3 separate regions of the Sus scrofa genome follow, and all the other regions are linked to region 1. Evidence: chromatin contacts called from public promoter capture Hi-C data. All regions are on one chromosome and are shown on one strand. The core of a region is the stretch at or near the end of the contact, and the rest is flanking DNA. Distances in the headings are between cores, read along the strand shown.

Region 1 (2,908 bases), core at 224-2,723:
AAGCTAGCCTTCTGTGTATGGAGGGGAAAGGGGAACCTGACTGGATATAATTTGCACAGTTTAGTTGGAGATTGAGTTGAATTAGAGTTCATGTCTCAAACCTGAGCCATTTGATTTTTTTTTCCCTCCTTTCAGCACTGTGATTGCCACCAATATTCTCCTGGTTGATGAGATCATGAGAGCTGGAATGTCTTCTCTAAAAGGTTGAATTGAAGCTTCCTTTGTATCATCTGAATCATGAAGACTGTACAGAGAGTGATCCAAAGAATATAGCTGTGGAATTTTTGTCCCAACCTTCAAAGGATTTTCTTTTCCCATATGAAAAAAGGAGAGAACACTGGCACCTATTCAAATTCTGAAGTTCTGAAATTATAATTACAGTATTTTAAAAATTGCACTGCAGTGCACACACATACAGTAGGCCATACTTACCCAATGAACAGGACATTTTGCTTTAGCTTTAGTGATATAAAAATACATGTTAACTAAGCATATGTCATCTACCTTGTTATTAAATATTCCTTGAAAAGCAAATTTTAATGGTTTAATAATTTCTGCTCATGTATGTATTTTAATTTATCTCCAGTAGTTCCTTGTCATTAAGCATTCAAGTTTTTATGCTAATATAGATAAGACTTAAGTAACTTAAGGTTTTGAAAGCATTCATGCCTGTCTTGGTATAGATTCCAGTGAATAAAACTATTGGATCAATTGGACTTTTCAAGCTTTTAAAGTAGCTTTGGAGTTCCCTGGTGGTTTAGTGGGTTAAGGATCTGGTGTCGCTGCTGAAGCACAGGTTCCATCCCCGGCAGGGGAACTTCCAAGTGCAGTAGGCACGTCCAAAAATAAGTAAATAGAAATAATGAAGTAGCTTTGCTAAAATGCTCCCCAAAAAGGTTAAGTCATAGTGGAAAGATGAGTGAACTAGAAGCAAGGAAAGGGTAAGTGCAAAGTGACAAAATAGAAAAAGCGGAAGTAAAAGCATGTCTGAAGCTGTGGTGAAGGATGAGGTGAGATGAATAGATATCGGGCTGACTATATTTTCATACCTTGGGACATACATTTATGCTAAAATAGCCATCCCAAGCCCTCTAGTGTCTTCATCCAAATTACTGTTCCCTCCTACATGTTTCCACAAAACACTGGTACATCTCTGAAGCCCTTGAAAGTGAAGTTGTATGTTGCTAAACATTGTGTGTTGAGGATTCGCAGTGAGTGTGCAATAAATGTTAAGCTGAAACCTTTGCTGTGGTCTTGCGGTGGTATTCCAGGGCGCGAAAGGGAGGGAAATCAACCCGACCCAAGGTTCACAAGACAGTGAAGGGGCTTCTAGAATGGCAGGGCCTCTCAACCGTAACCCTGAGAAAATGTCCTTGATCACCCGTCCTCGTCTCTGGCCCTACCCTCATCTGGGACCGGACTATTTTCTAGACCCGGGCGCTCAAGGGAGTAGTGCGCCTGCGCGCGCAGGGTACGGCAGCCAGCGGGGCGCGTGCGCCGCAGGGCCCGCCCAGTTCCGCGTACTCTGCGCGTGGTGATTCCGGGCTCGTGTCCTCGGCATGGGTCCTTTGCTGTCGCCGCTGCTGACCCTGCTGTCGCTCCTCTCCGGTCCTTGGCTCGAACTAGGTCAGTGTGCTGGCCTGCCCCACCGCCCTGGCGCCGTTTGGTTCGGGAAGCATTGGAAAAGGGGTGGGGCGCTTGGCCCTGGTGGGGAAAGTTCGTCCTGGCCCCTCTGTCTGCCTCCTGCACCGGTTTGCAGCTGCCGGAGGCGCGTTCTGGGGCAGCCAATTTGGCGAGGTGTTTGACAACTCATATTGTTGTATTACATTTATGTTTCATTTTTATTATTATGGAATCTTTTAAGCGTAAAAAAGTGAAAACAAAACGAGCCTTTCCACCACCCCCGCTCCCACCTACCTGTTTCACACTTTAAACGGTTGCCAATTTATGGCTTTAGTCTTGTTTCTTGTGGATGGTCCACACACATCCCCCCCCCCCCCCGCCCTTTCCCCTGGAAAATTCATTTTGGAGTGAATCGAGACGTTATATACAGTTTTATCCGAAAATACTCAGCTTGAATAGCCAAAAAGACAAGTCACAGGAAGAAAAAAAAGTATTGTTCATTTTCTCACCTAAAAAATTTAACAGTACTCCTTAATATCACTAAACATCCAGTTAGTGTTCAGATTCACGTATTGTTGTTTTTAAATTATAGTTTACGGAGTTCCCGTCGTGGCGCAGTGGTTAACGAATCCGACTAGGAACCATGAGGTTGCGGGTTCGATCCCTGCCCTTGCTCAGTGGGTTAATGATCCGGCGTTGCCGTGACCTGTGGTGTAGGTTGCAGACGCGGCTCGGATCCGGCGTTGCTTGGCTCTGGTGTAGGACAGTGGCTACAGCTCCGATTCGACCCCTAGCCTGGGAACCTCCATATGCCGCGGAAGCGGCCCAAAGAAATAGTAAAAAAAAAAAAAAAAAAAAAAAAGACAAATAAATTATAGTTTACATGTTAAGTTAGTGTCAAAATAAAGTTGATGTATTGCTGTTGTGTGTGCTTTCTTAATTCCTTTTTAATCTGAGAATTCCCTGCCTGCTCTAGTTTTTCCCCCAAAAAGAGGATGAGCTTCATTAGTGTGAGTGTGTCAGAATAAAAAGAGGGTCAAAGATAGGTTCCCGGAGAACATGAAAAGATGTGGGCTCTGCCTTTAGAGGACTTACAGTAAGTACTTGGACATCCTTAGATAGAAACCTAGCAAAGTAGTACATCAAGCCAGAGAAGTGTGGCCTTTTGGGAGTGGCAGTGACCAGGAAGTAAAGAGACCTGGGTGTAGTCCTATCTTCTGTTAACTAATTCTTTAAGTCATTTTTTCCCTTTTGGGTGGTGGTTTCCACCTGTCAGATGAGGGGG
Region 2 (2,945 bases), core at 441-2,940, 270 kb before region 1:
GTCCTCCTGGAGTATGTCTAGGGAAGGGAGGGACTTTGGCTTGGGTGGGGGTGGAGGGATGGGGTGCTGTTCTGGCATCCCCAGCGCCCCTCCCAAATCACCAGCCACAGCTGAGCTTCCCATTGGGCAGGAATCCAACTGCCAGACCATGGACACATGCACTGCACAGCACCAGCCTCTTTGTGGCCCACCAGGCTCAGAGGAGGAACCTGAGTCCCAGAACTGGATGAGATCAGAGGTAGAACGAGGAGTTCCCTCTGTGGCGCAACAAGATGGGTGGTATCTGCAGCACCAAGACTCAGGTTGGATTCCTGGCCTGACACAGTGGGTTAAAGGATCTGGCGTTGCTGCAGCTGCAGCGTGGTCAAAACTATGGGTCAGATCTGATCCCTGGCCCAGGAACTCCATATGCTATGGGGCAGCCAAAAAAGAAAGAAAAAAAAAAAAAAAACGAAAGGAAAAAAGAGAACGGGATGGAGTCCAAGCTCATGTACATAACTAGGCAAAAGAAGGGCCAGGAATTGTTGCTGACTCCCCCTCCTCCCAGCGCACCCAGGCCGCAGTGTTTAAAGAGTGCTTCCACACTTGCTAGTGCCTCAACTGATAGGTTCCCAGGGGGATGGTGGACTTGAAACACGGGTCAATGACATTAGAAAGTCGCTGACCAAGAATCAACCACCCTGTCTGCTAAGTCAATCAACTACCCCGCCCGATTAACCACCCTGCCTGCTTAAGTCAATCCCTGCCCAAGGCAGGGTGGTTACAGCACTTATCCGGACAGGAGAAATGGAGAGGGAAAGCTATCGTCCTTTGCCACCCTCCTCCCTCGCACATTGTTCCCTCCACGTTTTGCTGGCAACCAGCCTTTTATAACTAGATCTCCACGGAATTCCCATAGTGGCCGGTAGTAACGAACCGACATAGTGTCTATGAGGATGCTGATTAGATCCCAGGCCTTGCTGAGTGGGTTAAGGATCCCGACCTGCCGAGAGCTGTGATGTAGGTCGCAGACGCAGTTTTGATCCCGCTTGCTGTGGTTGTGGTGTAGGCCAGCAGCTGCAGTTCCAGCTCCAATTGGACCCCTAGCCTGGGAATTTCTATATGCCGAGGGTGCGGCCCTAAAAGGGGTGGGGGTGGGGAAGAACAACTCCTCACAATCGCTGCTGATGCCATCCTGAGCTCGGCCCATCTATTTGGGATGCCTTAATAAATCACTCCTGCTTTACTGACTTGGCCTTGGCCGGTCCTCGCCCAGCAAACCTCAAGCACAAGAGGTGAAGACACTCAGGACCCAGGAATCCAGCACCGGAAACGGAAAGGTCCACTAGCTCCTGCCGCTCTAGGAAGTGGCAGCGAACGGTATCGATAGCTTTAACCCTCTTGTTCACTTGACGGAGCAAATGCTCCCATCTGTAGCCGCTGTGAGGAATGTGACACCTTCTGCTTGGCTCGGGTTCTGAGCTCATCAACGCGGACTTCGGTGCCCCGGCCACCGCTGGAGGGGCGGGGAGGACGGCAAAGCGAGCCTGAAGGAAAAGGCTGTCGCTGGGGACACTCTGGGGGCGGAGTAGCCAAGTCACCTGGAGCAGTACAGTACTGAGACTCCGTAGTCGGATATCTGGGTTCTCCAGAGACACTGACCCATTCGAGTACCGGGAGAGTTGCCTACTATCCTACGCGGGGCATGTTACGCTTGGCGCGGACTACGTATCCAAGCATGCGCCGCACACGCCTCTTAGGCACGCACAGCGATTAGATAACCACCACTCTCGTCGAGCCTTCTGCGACTGTGCAGGTCAGAGCACCAAGGATCGGGAACTACAACTTCCGACTGGCATAATTACTGCGGCGGCGCTATTTAAAAAGCGTCAGAGAGGAGGTGCCTGGCCACGCCCCTCCTTCCAGTTCCGCTCTCTTGGATGCGCTGCGAAGGGGGGGCGGAGCCTTAAGCCTGAGCCAAGATGGCGGCCGCGAAGCCAACCCCCACGGACTCGCTCTCGTTCTGCCTCGCGCAGCTCACGGCGGCGGCCGGGGAGGGTCTAGGTGGGGGAAAGGACACAGCTACCAACGAGACACCCTTGGGCCGCGCGCTCTTAGCCCTCCGCACGCGCCACGTCAAGGCAGCGGGGGGAATCGAGCGCTTCCGGGCACGCGGCGGGCTCCGCCCCCTTCTCGCTCTGCTACGGCGAGCGGCTGCAGCGGGTCCCGCCCTGTCCCAGGCTGGCTCAGGCTCCACCCCCTCTTCGGTCGAGTCAGCGGCTTCTTCTGGCCCCGCCCCCTCGCCGGGCCCCGCCCCCTCCGCAGCTTCGTCATCACCGACGCCCTCTCCGCCAGCGCGCCTGCGCAAGACGCTGGACTTAGCGCTCAGCATCCTAGCCAACTGCTGTACGGAAGGGGCGTGCCGGGCTGAAGTGCGCAGACTCGGAGGCATACTCCCATTGGGTAAGTGCTCCGCCCTCATTTCCTAGGATTCCACCCGAACTTGTGTCCTATTCTGGGCGTGGGCAGAGTCTTTGAGTTCTGTGTGTGGTAGCCTGGAAGACTGCGCTTTATGACGGCACAGCGCCCCCCCGCTCTTTAGCTGTCATGACCCGTGATGTCACTGCTCTCTATAAATTAGACCCTAGCCCTCCTAGATCAGATAATTACAAGCAGTTACTTACTGGCTGTGGAGCACCACTCTCGCCTCTGGGCTGGTGGAGGCCAAAGGATTATGTAGTGACTCTTTCAAATGATTCTTACTCTCCACTTAAGGCCTTGTGTCTGGCCTTGTGCAGGAGCAAGTCCCATTTGATGAACTGGTGGTCAGAAAGTGTGCTCTGCGGTCAGCTAGACTCATCCGAGGCTAGGATGGTAAAATGGTGTAATAATAGTTACTTCAAAAAATTGGAATAGGGAGTTCCCTTCGTGCTTCAGCGGTTAACGAATCCGACTAGGATCCACGA
Region 3 (2,814 bases), core at 298-2,797, 450 kb before region 1:
TGTGGCTGTGGTGTAGGCCGGCAGCTACAGCTCCGATTAGACCCCTAGCCTGGGAACTTCCATGTGCCATGGGTGTGGCCCTAAGGAGCAAAAAAAAGAAAAAAAAAATCTAAATTCATATCAGGGATGGAGTTCCCATTGTGGTGAAACAGGATCAGTTGGTCGCAGCTTTGACCCCTGGCCAGGCACCGTAGGTTAAGGATCTGGCTTTGCCACAGCTGTGAACATGGTTTTATGTGTAACTAGTTTGCAAGAAGGTCAAATTCTATGTGAGACTCAGCTCCTAAGATTTTTCGAATAACCAGGAGAATTAAATCTGTAGTTCATTTATATAGTTAATTGCCGTGATCCAAAAGAGTAATTAAACTTCTCTTATCTCTTCCTGAGAGGCCTAAGTGAGTATAGCCTGAACGAAGTTCCTAGGTCAAGCCCCCAAGGTGCCAGGAAGCCCGGAGCAGCCTCCTAAGCAGGCCAGCATGCAACATGCAGGAACTTTGAGCATTCAAGAAGGAATGAGCCCTAGAACTCGGAGACAAATCATAAAAGTGGAGGCTAGGACCCATCTGGCTCCTGGCGAGATTTATTTACTTCCCCAAATGCTGGAGTAAGAAGACCTTGGAGTTGCCATTGTGGCTCAATGGTAATGAACCTGACTGGTATCCATGAGGGTTGCAGGTTCGATCCCTGGCCTCAGTGGGTTAAGTATCTGGTGTTGACCTGAGCTCAGGATACCAGTCAGGTGCTAAACATTATGGAGAAAAAGAAAGCGGGATAGAGGTGTGAGATTTCAAATCAGGGAGTTAGGAAAAGCCTTGCTGAGAAAAGTGACATGGGGTGGAGATCTGAGGGAGGAAAGGGAGCAGGCACACAAGGTACAAGTTCCAGGCAGAGGGGACCGAAGGTGCCAAAAGCCAAGGCCGGAGTGGGGGGATGGGAGGTGAAGGAGTGAATGGAGTATGAGGACTTTTGGTTTTTTGTTTGTTTGTTTTTTTCTTTTCTTTTTCTTTTTTTTTTTTTTTTTTGCCATTTCTTAGGCTGCTCATGTGGCATATGGAGGTTCCCAGGCTAGGGGTTGAATCAGAACTGTAGCCACCAGCCTACACCACAGCCACAGCAACTCGGGATCTGAGCTGCATCTGCGACCTGCACCACAGCTCACGGGAACACCAGATCCTGAACCCACTGAGCAAGGCCAGGGATTGAACCTGTGTCCTCATGTATACTAGTTGGGTTCATTATGCTGAACTACGATGGGAATTCCTTGGAGAGCCTTAAGCTTGGGGAATATGTGGGTGACAAGGTGGGGAAGGGGCCAGAGGCAGGGACGGGAGTGTGGGGGAGAACTGAGAGTGAGGAGGTGGAAGAGAAAGGGGAGACGCCTTCCAATCTTGTTTCTGCCTTTTCCCTGTCTGTCTGCTGGCTCTGAGCTCTGGCTCCAGGCTGGGCAGGGGAAAGGGTAGCGGGATGGGCCAGGACAGGTGGCCTTGACATGTGATGCTTGTCGGATGACTGCTCAGTCTTCGCTTTTAGACTGGTTTTAGAAGGGTTTCCAGAAGTGATGGCAGGGGATGGGCAGGGCAGCTAAATATAGTCCTGGGGCCAGGGCTTGTGGGAGGGCCTGTCTACTACTCACTGTGTGCCCATCACCCGTGGTGTCCCTTGTCCTGGCTCTGAGCTTGCTGCTTGCCTCTCGTCTGTCTTCAGATACAGTTCTGACCACCCCCTGCGGTTTGGCCTGACCTTGACTGGGCCTTTGGGGAGTCTCTTTTTGCCCAGCGTCTCCAACCAGACCTGTGAGTCCTGTGGGTCCTGTGGGCCTAGGAATGGGTGGCGGGGGGTGGGGGTGGGGGGTGGGGTGGGGGACGGGAGGGCTTCAGGTCCTGGAGAAGTGAGACGGAGGTAGGGGATAGAGGCCCTGGAGAATCTGGGGTTGGGGCTCAGGCCTGGGGCTAGCTCAGGAGAAGGACAGGTGAAACCATTTGCGACCCAGCCTTGGGTTTAGGAATTGGGCTTGGGACCAGGCCCCTGAGAGGGGCTATTTGGGGGGCTCCGACTGAGAACGGCAGTTGAGGCTGCCTGTGGGACAGAGAGAGTCCCCTACCCCCTTTGGCCAGAACTGGAGTTTCTTCCTGTGTGATATGAGAGGCCTTTATAGGCAGGGTCTCCTCCCTGCCGGGCTGGGCCAGGCAGGGCCGGATCGAGGCCCCCCTTAGCCTCCCTGACTGGCCTCTCCTCTCCCCAGGCCTGCCATGTCAGCTGCGCCCGGCCTCCTGCACCAGGAGCTGTCCTGTCCGCTGTGCCTGCAGCTGTTCGATGCGCCGGTGACGGCTGAGTGCGGCCACAGCTTCTGCCGCGCCTGCCTGGGCCGCGTGGCAGGGGAGCCAGCCGCGGATGGCACGGTGCTCTGCCCCAGCTGCCAGGTACCCACGCGGCCGCAGGCGCTCAGCACCAACCAGCAGCTGGCGCGCCTGGTGGAGGGGCTGGCGCAGGTGCCGCAGGGCCACTGCGAGGAGCACCTAGACCCGCTCAGCATCTACTGCGAGCAGGACCGCGTGCTCGTGTGCGGCGTCTGCGCCTCGCTGGGTTCGCACCGCGGCCACCGCCTGCTGCCCGCCGCCGAAGCCCATGCGCGCCTTAAGGTGCGGGTCCTGGAGGGTGGGTTTGGGTGGGATCGCTGGAACGGTCGGGGCCGATCCTGGGCCCGGCTGATCTGGAGGTCGCTGCCACCACTTGGCCTCTGAACTTCAGGGCCCAGAGCGCCTGGAGTTGTGGGGGACGCGGGCGGGGCGGCTAGGGGAAGGGGACCTGGGGAGC

Evidence for each region. Promoter capture Hi-C pulls out the DNA fragments that hold promoters and counts their contacts.
Region 2: a promoter capture Hi-C map of fetal liver shows a contact between it and region 1, with 2.4 times the contacts expected there. The contact joins the promoter of LOC100626250 here to the promoter of SUMF2 in region 1. A contact is called at or near these places in 2 of 5 promoter capture datasets (fetal liver and liver), 1 of 47 Hi-C or Micro-C datasets (heart right ventricle) and 2 of 2 datasets of contacts at active chromatin or transcription factors (alveolar macrophages and skeletal muscle).
Region 3: a contact with region 1 is called in a promoter capture Hi-C map of fetal liver, with 2.2 times the contacts expected there. The contact joins the promoter of TRIM72 here to the promoter of SUMF2 in region 1. A contact is called at or near these places in 1 of 5 promoter capture datasets (fetal liver) and 1 of 47 Hi-C or Micro-C datasets (embryonic fibroblasts).

The regions. Positions count from the first base shown.
Region 1 is chr3:16,842,138-16,845,045 of Sscrofa11.1, reverse strand. SUMF2 (sulfatase-modifying factor 2) reads left to right here and starts at 1,473. Exons shown (of 9, transcript XM_021086361.1): 1 at 1,473-1,626. The coding sequence starts at 1,560. CCT6A (T-complex protein 1 subunit zeta) reads left to right here. Exons shown (of 14, transcript XM_005662018.3): 14 at 136-1,245. The coding sequence ends at 208.
Region 2 is chr3:17,107,368-17,110,312 of Sscrofa11.1, reverse strand. It overlaps LOC100626250 (cytochrome c oxidase subunit 6A2, mitochondrial), which reads right to left and starts at 1,690. Exons shown (of 8, transcript XM_021086396.1): 1 at 1,231-1,690. It overlaps ARMC5 (armadillo repeat-containing protein 5), which reads left to right and starts at 1,790. Exons shown (of 6, transcript XM_021086388.1): 1 at 1,790-2,442. The coding sequence starts at 1,962.
Region 3 is chr3:17,296,574-17,299,387 of Sscrofa11.1, reverse strand. TRIM72 (tripartite motif-containing protein 72) reads left to right here and starts at 1,547. Exons shown (of 7, transcript XM_003124494.5): 1 at 1,547-1,793; 2 at 2,243-2,639. The coding sequence starts at 2,250.